Linked DNA regions of Gossypium hirsutum: regions 2, 3 and 4 are each linked to region 1. The links are chromatin contacts, called in public Hi-C maps. All regions are on one chromosome and are shown on one strand. The core of a region is the stretch at or near the end of the contact, and the rest is flanking DNA. Distances in the headings are between cores, read along the strand shown. Region 1 holds the start of LOC107922394. Region 2 holds the start of LOC107921752 (proline-rich receptor-like protein kinase PERK2). Region 3 holds the start of LOC107921947 (putative 1-phosphatidylinositol-3-phosphate 5-kinase FAB1C). Region 4 has its middle 12 kb from the start of LOC107921809.

The links. A called contact is a pair of places that touch in the nucleus more often than the background predicts.
Region 2: a Hi-C map of leaf shows a contact between it and region 1, with 2.2 times the contacts expected there. The contact joins the promoter of LOC107921752 here to the promoter of LOC107922394 in region 1. A contact is called at or near these places in 2 of 34 Hi-C or Micro-C datasets (both in leaf).
Region 3: a contact with region 1 is called in a Hi-C map of leaf, with 1.7 times the contacts expected there. The contact joins the promoter of LOC107921947 here to the promoter of LOC107922394 in region 1. A contact is called at or near these places in 3 of 34 Hi-C or Micro-C datasets (hypocotyl and leaf).
Region 4: a contact with region 1 is called in a Hi-C map of leaf, with 1.9 times the contacts expected there. The contact joins the enhancer-like site here to the promoter of LOC107922394 in region 1. A contact is called at or near these places in 2 of 34 Hi-C or Micro-C datasets (callus and leaf).

The regions. Positions count from the first base shown.
Region 1 is chrD01:48,400,596-48,403,295 of Gossypium_hirsutum_v2.1, forward strand. It overlaps LOC107922394, which reads left to right and starts at 1,379. Exons shown (of 1, transcript XM_016852413.2): 1 at 1,379-2,700. The coding sequence starts at 1,700.
Region 2 is chrD01:48,255,732-48,258,431 of Gossypium_hirsutum_v2.1, forward strand. It overlaps LOC107921752 (proline-rich receptor-like protein kinase PERK2), which reads right to left and starts at 1,296. Exons shown (of 1, transcript XM_016851568.2): 1 at 376-1,296. The coding sequence starts at 993. The coding sequence ends at 559.
Region 3 is chrD01:48,573,869-48,576,568 of Gossypium_hirsutum_v2.1, forward strand. It overlaps LOC107921947 (putative 1-phosphatidylinositol-3-phosphate 5-kinase FAB1C), which reads left to right and starts at 1,337. Exons shown (of 11, transcript XM_016851744.2): 1 at 1,337-2,700. The coding sequence starts at 2,499.
Region 4 is chrD01:48,599,153-48,601,852 of Gossypium_hirsutum_v2.1, forward strand. No RefSeq gene overlaps it. Among protein-coding and RNA genes, the nearest start is that of LOC107921809, 12 kb to the right of the region's middle. Within about 2 kb of position 1,414, at least 9 of the 9 cell types and tissues checked have an H3K27ac peak or open chromatin away from gene starts, as enhancers often do. A contact at or near this core is called in leaf, where this site is marked.

The sequences.
Region 1 (2,700 bases), core at 129-2,628:
GCCTTTTTTAGGGTTTGAGGGGCAAAATTTAAATTTTTAAGAGGTTTAATGTACTAAAGTTTATCTTGAAGGGGATATCATGTAAATTTCTAAAAAACTAAGGGGAAATGGCCCCACCTGCCCCCGTTGTATTCGTAAATACCCATACCTATGTCATTATTCACAAAATTAATACAAAACCATTTTAAATAGCTAAAAACACATTTTTTTTCTTTCTTTATTAACTAGATTAACAAGTTTCAAGCCACTAGAACAATTTTCTAGATACTATTGTGGCTTGATCAAATGACTATAATATGTCTTTCAACCATAACTATTGATTTAAAATGGATCCCACTAGAGAAAGACCTCACCTCAAAAGCTATTGACTGCTAATGTAGTTTTTTTTTACTAAATAATGTGTAATTTATTTTTGAATTTTTTAAATATTCATTTTAATTAAAATATACTTAAAATAACTTGTTATTTTATTATATCTTATTTTTATGTATAATTTATTTAGATATTTTTAATATATATTTAAGAATTTTAAATAAAATATATTTATTCAACTCAAGGATGAACTTGTCAATTTATACCTATTCCTTGCATATTCCTTAACAATAACTTAATCAACCAAATAATGTAATACCTATTACATGTCTTGTTAACTTGTTTTACCTCATTACAACCCTATTCTATTTATATAAGATAATATTTTATTGCAATTTCTATTTTATTCCAATGACCTAAACCTGGCATTAATTTTTTATAGTTGAAGTTAACAAATCTCAGGATAAAAGTACCACAAACCATTGTACTATACTTTAGATTACATTTTAGCTCCTCTATTGAGAAAATGAGCAAATTAACCCCTGTAAGTTAGATGAGTGAGTAAAACAATCCCATTGTTAAAAATTGATGTTTATATATAAGGTATAATAATAGTTTTAGTCCTCAACCTTTACACATTAATTCAATTTGACCTCTACTATTTTATTGGAAGTAAATTAAAATTTTTTGAAACTAATAAAGCTAAACGGTAAAAAAAAAAGCTTTATTAACAAATAAGAAAATCAATTAAGCCCTTATAAAAATTTAACAATTATTTAAAAAATCATAAAAATTATAAAAACAGTCATTTAAAAATTATAAAATTCTAAATTTTTTTATTAAAAATAAAAAAACGCTATTAAAATAAAATTTTAAAAAATGAGAAAATAAAATTTTAAAAAATGACACTTACTTTTTTAATGGGTCGATGTTATTATTTTTAATAAAATTATAATATTAAAATCCTTATAAATTTTTTAAAATAATTTTTATGAAAACCAAATGTGCGGTTATGATTGGATTTGACAAACTAGTGGACGTAAAATATATTTTCTTAAGCTATATATCATGAAAATTTAAATGTCTTAGAGGCTTGTTTCATGAGATCATATTTAAAAGAAAAAGAAAACCTTTTCTACCTCTCTCTCTCTCTCTCTCTCTCTCTCTATATATATATATATCAGAAAAAAAAAATAAAAAAGAGCCTGTTTGACAAGAAAACCTTGGAAAAACTTTTCTGACAAGAAATTGAATTACAAAACAAATAAAAAAAAAGGTTAAATTGATCGATTCCCTTCAGAACTCTACTTCCTTTTAACAAATAAAAAGAGAGTAAAGGAACTCTCCCTCTTCAGTACCACTAAAGAAAAAAAAAATTCCATCCATCATGTCTCCAATAAAAACTAGCTTTATATCCTTAGTTATCATCGTTACCATGGGCGTTGCCGTTGCCGTCGCCGGGAAGACGCATGTCATCGATTTCCGATGGCCTAACCTCTACCCAGAAGGCATGGCCTGGGACCCATTAGCCCAGCACTTCATCGTCGGTTCCCTAAACCACCGTACAATCCACTCCGTTTCCGACGCAGGCGTTGTCGAAACTCTGATCTCCGACCCCACCCTCCCTGAAAACGTTACTGTTTTAGGTCTGACGGTAGATTTCACTAAAAACCGCCTTCTCGCTTGCCTCCACTCTGTTTCCCCTCTCCCTCCATTCAACGCCCTCGTCGCCTACGACCTCCGCACCCGCCGCCGCCTCTTTCTCTCCCTCCTCCCCTCCGACCCCGATTCCCTCATCGCCTCAATCGGCCGCGGGCGTGACGTTGCGAACGACGTTGCCGTCGACTTCAAGGGAAACGCTTACGTCACCAACTCGGTCGGAAACTTCATCTGGAAAGTCAACGAAGAGGGAGAGGCGTGGATCTTCTCGAGATCTCCAGCCTTTAGCCGTTACCCATCGGTTATGGGCGAAAACGAACCCTTCAACGATTGCGGCCTCAACGGAATCGCTTACGTCAGCAAGGGGTATTTACTGGTGGTGCAAAGCAATACCGGCAAGATGTTTAAGGTGGATGAGGAGAATGGGAAAGCGAGGACAGTTTTGCTGAACCAGGATTTGGTTATGCCAGATGGGATTGCGATCAGGAGAGACGGCGTCGTTTTAGTGGTGTCAACGCAAAAGCTTTGGTTTTTGAAGAGCGACGATAGTTGGGGAGAAGGGGTGGTGTATGACAAAACTGCCCTTGAGGAGGAAGGGTTCGCAACCTCAGTTGTAGTGGGTGAGGAAGGGAGGGCGTATGTGTTATATGGGCATGTGATGGAGGGTATAAATGGGAAAGAGAGGGAGGGGTTTAAGATAGTGGAGGTGAGGTCGGAGAGAGAAAGCGG
Region 2 (2,700 bases), core at 46-2,545, 140 kb before region 1:
TATCCAAACTCACCCTAAATGCTTGATTTTGATAGTGAAAAATGGCTGCAAAATAGAATAGAAGTAGGAGTCCATGAAATAAGAGCAGTTGGCTACCACAGGCCTCATGTGTCCAACTAAACACCAACGTAAGAGCGTCGTCACCGCCCAACTAACACTGGGCCTAAATTGGTTCCTTTTTTTCCTCTTAATTTATTTCTGAACGGCAACCGCTGCCTGCTGGACTGCTTTGCTCGGAATCCCATCACCTATTCAAATCTCACTAATAATCTCGTTTCTCTTATAAAAAAACTATTAATCAACCAAACTTAAATATACTAAGTAAGAAGACGTTTATCGAACCAGAAAAATGAACAGCCATTCAAAATCAGGTAATTTATAGGTAAAGCTAATTTTCCGAACTTTTATCATTGAACAATATCATGAAACAGCAAGTTCAATAACTATTGTAGGTCCTAAAACTTTCTGTTTGGACAAAATTATATTCTTGTCCTAAGAAAAGGAATTTGTACTTACTATATCCAACTTGTTGTACAAGATCCTAGGACCTTACAAACTTTAAAAAGCGAACAGGAGAGATAATCCACAAACCAGACCCAATAACCCCACAGCGACATTCCGGTTTGCACCGCCGAAATTTTGGTCAATCGAGTACAAATTCCCTGGTGAACCGGGTATGTATATAAAGGATGGTGGACTAGGCGGTATTGGCGGTGGTGGACAGTATTGGGTTGGCGGCTTTTTTGGTGTAGGTGGAGGCAGTGCTGGGGGTGATGGTGGTGGAGGGCATGGTGGCGGCAGTGAGGGTGGTGGAGGACTTTGTATACATGATGGGGTACACTTGACGCCTTGACCACCTGGAACAGTGCTGTCATCAAGCCTCCTTGATTCCATCCCGTTGATGGGATATACAAAGATGGTGATGGCAAAGAAAATGGTTAGTGATGATAGAATTTGGTGAGGATTGATCCAACGGTGTGTTTTCATCGACATGCTGCCAAATCCTGCTGATGGAACTCCCAAAGCTTTTAGCTAAAATGAATGAAGAGGATCGATCTTTTTAATTTGTGGAAGATGTGGTGGAAATAAAGAAAAAGTTTGGAAGAACTAGCGGTGATGTTACGTAATTTGGTACATCAAAGACTTTGAAAGACTAAAAAGTGAAATTGATTTTGATGAAATTGGGCTCTACGAAAGAATGAGTTTTAGAGGGCTATCGAGACGTGTTTTTAAGGGCACTTTTCTGTTTTTTAATCTTTTTTGTTTTCCAGTAAAGGAGTCTCGTTGCCTTGTTTCACAAGGGAATCCCGTTGCATGTGGAAATTATGCATGATCCAAAAATGAAGGGACCCATTATATACACTTTCCCCGGTCATCATTAATTTCTAAATAGTGTATAAACCTATGTATTTCAATAATTAATTGGTATTTATTAATACGAAATCTTGCATAATTAATGTATATCATATCATATTTTTCTTTATTTTGTATTTAATTTATTAGCACGATATCATATTATAGCATGTCTTTTTTTTATTTGTGCATCTAATTTTTATTATAAATAGGCTATATAACTTAATGTAAATTAAGAAGTAATAATTATCTTTTACACATAAATTCATTTCTCTTTTTTTTCTTTAAGTTTTTGCAACAGTATTGTCTTTTTAAATAAGGATATATGATTGATTTGAGTTGTTGAAGGGAGTTTTAGTGAATTCAAGTTTAAATCACATATTTATTTTATATTTAAATCATAATGTCAGACAAACGAAAATGAAAGGTTTACTCAAATAGTGAAGGTGGTGAGTGCTCCTTTCATCAGCAAACAATGTACAAATTCCATGGGCAGATGATGGACTTTGTGGTCACTCACAGTCCCAATTCAAGGGTGGGAACCGGGGGAAGGGTTAATATCTTGGACTCTTGCGCACCGTTTTTGGTCACTACTTTATCTCAGGATTCTGTTCCTTTTTCTCTAATTATCACTTTCGTCCAACTTCTTCTCGTGTAATTAAAAGAAAAATTACATGTTTTTCCTCCTAATCTTCACAATTTCCCTTTCTACTTCATCTGTTGTGGCTTGTAATTTTCATCATTTTTGGTACTTCTTGGAGTTTCTTTTAGAAAAGTTTTCTATTGTTGGTAAAATATGAAGAATATGTTAAAGATAATGCCTGGGTTAAAGAGGTTTTGAGGTGTTGTCAGTAATGGCGCAATATGACATTTTACCGATAAAAGGCCCAACAGAAGAAAAGGAAACTGGGATAAAAGCAAGATATGATCATAAATGACTTAAATTTATAAGAGTGCATCGAAACCCCAAAAAAATGTTGGATCTTTAGTGACAAAAGGATGAACATCCCATCCAAATGAATGAAGCATAAAATCAACTACTTGAAATGCAAGATATTATAAAACCCATAGTAATTAATAAAAAAGGTTCATCATATAAAACTATTGGGTAAACTACTAAAGTAATCACTTTTGTTTGCTTTAGTTACATTTTAGTCACTTATGCTTGAAATGTTACATTTTAGTCACTTAGATTATCGATTTGTAACATTTAGTCACTGAGCTATTAATTGTCATTAATGGTGTAATGGTAAGCTGATGTGGCATGTTTAATCATCATCTCAAACAAAAATTTTAGGTTAAATTATACAATTGGACTCTATATTTTTTTCGCTTTGAGCAATTTAA
Region 3 (2,700 bases), core at 87-2,586, 170 kb after region 1:
TGTACATGTGAGTTGTAATAATATAAAAACTATGAAAGATACCGTAGCATGGTAATGTGTAACAAAATAATAGTTTTGGAATTTATTCCCTTCAGAATCGCCTTACTCCCTTTTTTTTCTTTACTCAAAATTAATTTAAAAGCTTGTACGTTGTCTACTTGTAAAATAATTGGTCCATGTAAACGGAACATTGAGTATAAATAATAAGATTCGTTAATTCGACTCGACTCCAAATTTTTCGACTCGACTCGATCGAATACTCATCCCTAGTTGAAGCACATTATCTTTCTATTTATGAGTTAGAGAGAGACAATGAGTAATTTTAAACATTTAAAAAAAATAAAAATAAAAGCTGAGACGGAGGAAGCACACAAATATGCACAAATAAAGCTCTACCAAACCCACCTAACCTGTAAAATTTGGTCATGAGACATGCCTTACTACACTACCTGTATATAGAGATCTGTTAAATTAAAAATTAAATTTAAACATAAGAATTGAATCGATTTTAAAATGAATTATTCAAAATAAGTTGAATCATGAAACCATGTCTTTCCGTTCATTAACAGCCACCCGTAATTAAATATTTAATCACATCCTTATTTATTATGTCATAATATTTTTTTCCTGCATTCAATTTAATTCATTAAATGCTATGTTAAAGTTGAATTCGACTCCCTAATTTAGATTATTTTGATTTTCTTTTTTTATGACAAATAAATTTTTTTTGTACAAGTGATTTTTATTATATAATAAATTAAAATAGGTAATTATTTCCTATACTTTGATAAAATTTGAGATTTAATCTTTATTTTTAAAAATTAAGTTCTATTTTTTTATTTATAAATCTAATCGTAAGTATTTCTGTCAAACTTTATTGTCTTGGAAGTTTAATTAAGCTATGTGATATATGATTAACAAAAAAAAAGTTAAATTAAAAATTTTCGACAAAAATTATTAATGACGATGATGATTAGATTAAAAACTTTAAATATAAAAATCTTAAATTTTATACAAATACAGCGACTACTAACAACCTAAATGATATTATGAAAAGCGTTGCTAATATTTTAATTTAAATGAAAAAATCGATGAAGAAGTTGGATGTGATAAAACGCATGGCTTTTAAGTGTATTTATGTTAACAATATTCTAATAGCGTAAATAAAAAAAGAACTAAAATTTATTTTCATGTCGATAACAGTTTGTAGTTTTAAAAAAAAACAATTTGTATAAAAATATGTTTATATTTAAATAGTTCGTTATGTTATTAATTATAATATATTAAAATAAAGATAAGGGTATAAGGAAAAATAAAAATAAAAAATTGGTACCAAAAAGAATAAAAAAAAATAGAATGATCATCGATGACCCAATCAGATTGATCTCTCAACAAAACCCTAGTTAAAACAAACCAGGAAAGAATTAAAAAAAGGAAAGAGAAATATTATTTTAGTGTAGAGAGAGAGCGAGGGGGGAAGTAGAAGGAAGGGGGGGAAATGAAAGAGGAGAGAAAAGGTGATAAAATAATAATAAGGAAAAGAAAAGGGAGAAGGAAAATAATAAGAAAAGGGAAAGGAAGAGTATAGTTGAGGAAGAAAAGGAAATAATAAGAAAAGGGAACCTTCTCTGCACTTCTTCTTTTCCTCCTTTTTCATCCTATTTTGCCTCCTAATCTTCTCTCTTCTCTTTTACTTTTAATTTCTCTTTCAATCACTAAGCTTTCTTTCTTCTTTTTTTTTTCCCTTTCCTTGCCCTGTTTTACTGCTAAATTTCATCTTCTAGTGTTTGAACTTTAGTTCTCTTTATGTTTGTTCTGAAAAACTAAAACCCATCATAAGTCACTGTGATTTTGGTGCTTGACTTGATCTATGGATGCATAAATCTGGGATTGGTTAAGCTCCGAACTTTCGTTTTTTTTTTCATTTCGGGTCAAATTTCTGCGGGATTTTTGAATTTTAGGGTTTATGTTGTAGTTATTCGTGTTGTGAAATTTGTTGGGTTGTTGTGATTTTTTTATGTGTAAATATTGTTATTCTGTGATTTGTGATGTAGTGAAAAAGAAAAGTTGTGGGGAAGATCGATTTAAGTTTCTTCCTTGGAAACATTTTGGGATTCCTTGGAGTATTTTTATTCCATTTTCTTAAATTGACACCTTTGAGAAAAGAAAAGAAAAATTGAAGGGGTCAAAATAAATCAATTTTAAGCTCATAAAAAATACTTACCCTGAAAAGTAATTAAAACTCACCATTTTTATTGTGGGTTTTCTTATATTTTTAATATTTCCATATTAAACTGCTGATTATTTTTTTTCTTAAATACTGATTTTTAGAAGAAGAAGGACTAGAAGAAAGAGCGTAGTTTCTTACTGTGTGTGGGTTGTTTGGGATTCTTCTGGGAGTACCTGATAGTTCACTATTAGATCTAATAGAAAAAGCTAGGTCTTGGATTTCATTGGGAGCTAGTGATCTTTCCGGTTTCACTGGTGAAGAATTTCTGATGCTAAAAAACGGTGTTTGCCAAAAAATGTGTTGCTCTGAATGTTATACGAAGTTTGCTGATGAATTCTCTCATAGATATCCGTGCCAAAGCTGTGGTCGCTGGTTATGTTCTAAATGTGTTGAAAGATATGAATCCCATGTTGTTGATGATGTATATCAATCAGATAATGCAAAAAGTAATGATTTTTCAAAGATGATGA
Region 4 (2,700 bases), core at 164-2,663, 200 kb after region 1:
TACTATAACTTCCGTCACATTGCTGGTTGTAGGCTAGCATACACTGCTGAGCACAAAAACTTAGAGGGTCCTTGTGTGTTTTTCACCCTCATAAGAATCACCTATGGATGCAAATCCAGAATATCAACGGAGACATTGTCACTCCAAAGAATCAAAATCCTCCCAGAAAACCCCATTGCTTCAATTCTTAACGAATTTGCAAACCTAAGTTTTGCAATAATTCCATTCGCCCGAATACCACTGATCCGTGTCTTAAAAAACACATTACATCTGAGCAAAACTCTCTCCTATACTAAGCCATGAAATTATGGAAAAGGGGATGCATTATTCCTTGGTAATTCCAAAAAAAAGTTTTAAATCCATAAACCAAATGACAATAGAAAACATGAACAAGCCAACACAAGTTGTACAAAAAAACTTAACAACTAATCTCATTATTACCAATATCATCATTATCCATAACTTCCACATCCAAAAGCAGCACATTCGCCGGAAGATCAGCATCATGTTCTCGTACAATACCCTTCAATGTCGCCGATAACTCTACCATGTGATTCACAGAACCTCCCAGCTCGTAATCTGATGATTTCCTCCATTAAACATTACCATCCTCAAAAGTTTGCAAATCTGGGTTTGAGTACCCAATACTTGACTCTCTGAATTGAAACACACTTTTTTCTTTCCCTTTTATAGCATCGTACACTCCATTCTCAACCACCCGAACTGCCCCATGTTTGTTTCTGTCCAATTTCGACTGGAAAGTTACAAGCAAAAAATTGAAACCTTTATCCTAACAGTTGGGACAAGTGGGCCCATTCTAGAGGCATCATCAAACCCATTTCCCTCATTCTTAGCAGTTGACCCAATATTGGTATTAGTGGGTCGTAATACTTTTGGACCAACTCTAGGTTTACCTCTAATCATAATCCCTTTACCATTAGATTTAGTTGTCCCCTTCATCCTCAAATATGTCTCATTTTGCTCAAATTTCCCGACCTTTGTGATATGGTTCTTCCCTAAATCACGCCTTTTGATTTGATTAGGATGGCTCCCTTCACCCACGACGTTAATTTTGGAATTAGATTCACTCGAATCCACCGTCAAAGCTGAAAACCATGAGCCCTTTTGCCAGAAACGTCATTTCTCACTATTCCTGTACTCTGAACCTTCCCTCTTTGTAAATGCTTCACAAGAATCCATGGCCCATATGGTTCCTCTTCCGCACACCATTGAGGACCCTTTTTTTCGACCACCGGTTCTCTCCTACCAACACCTCTCCGATGAGTTGCTTTTGTTTCTCGCGCACAAATCTGTATTGTGGCCATAAATCCCACATTTAAAGCAGACAATCGTAAGTGACTCATATTCGATTCTCTAAATACGATCACTGATCTTGAGTTTTGACACAGTGGTTTCATTAAGTCCACACATATCGCCAACCTAACGAAACGTCTTTGGCTTCCACTACTTATAGGGGTAAGCATTTGATCGAATCGAGTGAAACAATTTCGAGTTAATCGAGTTGACGAGTCCTATTTTATCATCCTAACTTGATTTGAAAAGTTTTCAAATCGAGTCGAGAGAAATGAAATTTGAGTCAAGTCGAATCAAGTAAAATTATTTGAATTAAATTAAAAAAATTAAACATCTCAAATTAAAATCTTGTTACAGTATAATTAATTCCATATTAGAGAAGATAAATTCCAAACTATATATATTTGATAATTTTTTCAAAGCAAAATAATAAAAAAATATTTTAGTATAATAAACTTAAATAATTAATTAACTTATTTAGTTCCCCAAATTATTATTCTAGAAATTTTTTTATTTTTTTAACTTTATATATATTTTAAAAAATTTAAAAAATATATAAATTTGAAATTTCTATAAATATTTTGAATTTTAAAAATTATTTTGAATTATTTTGTAATTTTTTGTTTAGAGAGAGATCAATTTGCTCATTTTCAAACTTGACAAGGACCAAAAAGGTATTTACACCAATTTGTTATTCGAATTAATCGAGTTATTCGAATTGTAAAATTCAATTTGATTTGAACTCGAAACTCGAAACTCGAATTACTTACTCGAGTTGACTCAAACAATTCGAACAACTCGATTTGATTAACTCAAAATTAGAATTTGTTTTCAGTTTTTCGAATCAAATTGAGTTTTGCTCACCCCTAACTACTCGTATGAACATCAAGCTTGACCATTGGCCCTCTGGCTTAGCTAATAGCAAGAAGTAAGAAATTTGAGTAGTAGCTTTTCGGCAGACCAGGTAACCTAATCCACACTACTTGAACATCCACTTCATTGTCCGACATTGAAAAATCCAGTGACCATGGTCGTATGACCAAATGTTGACAAAAAATCACCCAAGGTCCCCCCAACCAATACTTTATTAAAATCTCCCTCATCTTGGAAATAGGCTAGATAGTAGTCACTTTCTAAGTCAATAAGCTGCATATGATTTCTGGGATTCCATAGTGTTGTCACTGTAAAAAATAGTATGTCGGTAATGACAATGTATCACAAAGAACAAAGAAAGAATAATAAAGAATATAGATTTTTACGTGGAAATTCACTATGTCGAATTCGAATGATTACAAGATGAGTAGACTATGCCTATTTATAGGCTTGTAAAACCATATTCTAATAGAAGGAGTGCAGTAAGGTTGAAATACCTTATTCTAATCAATA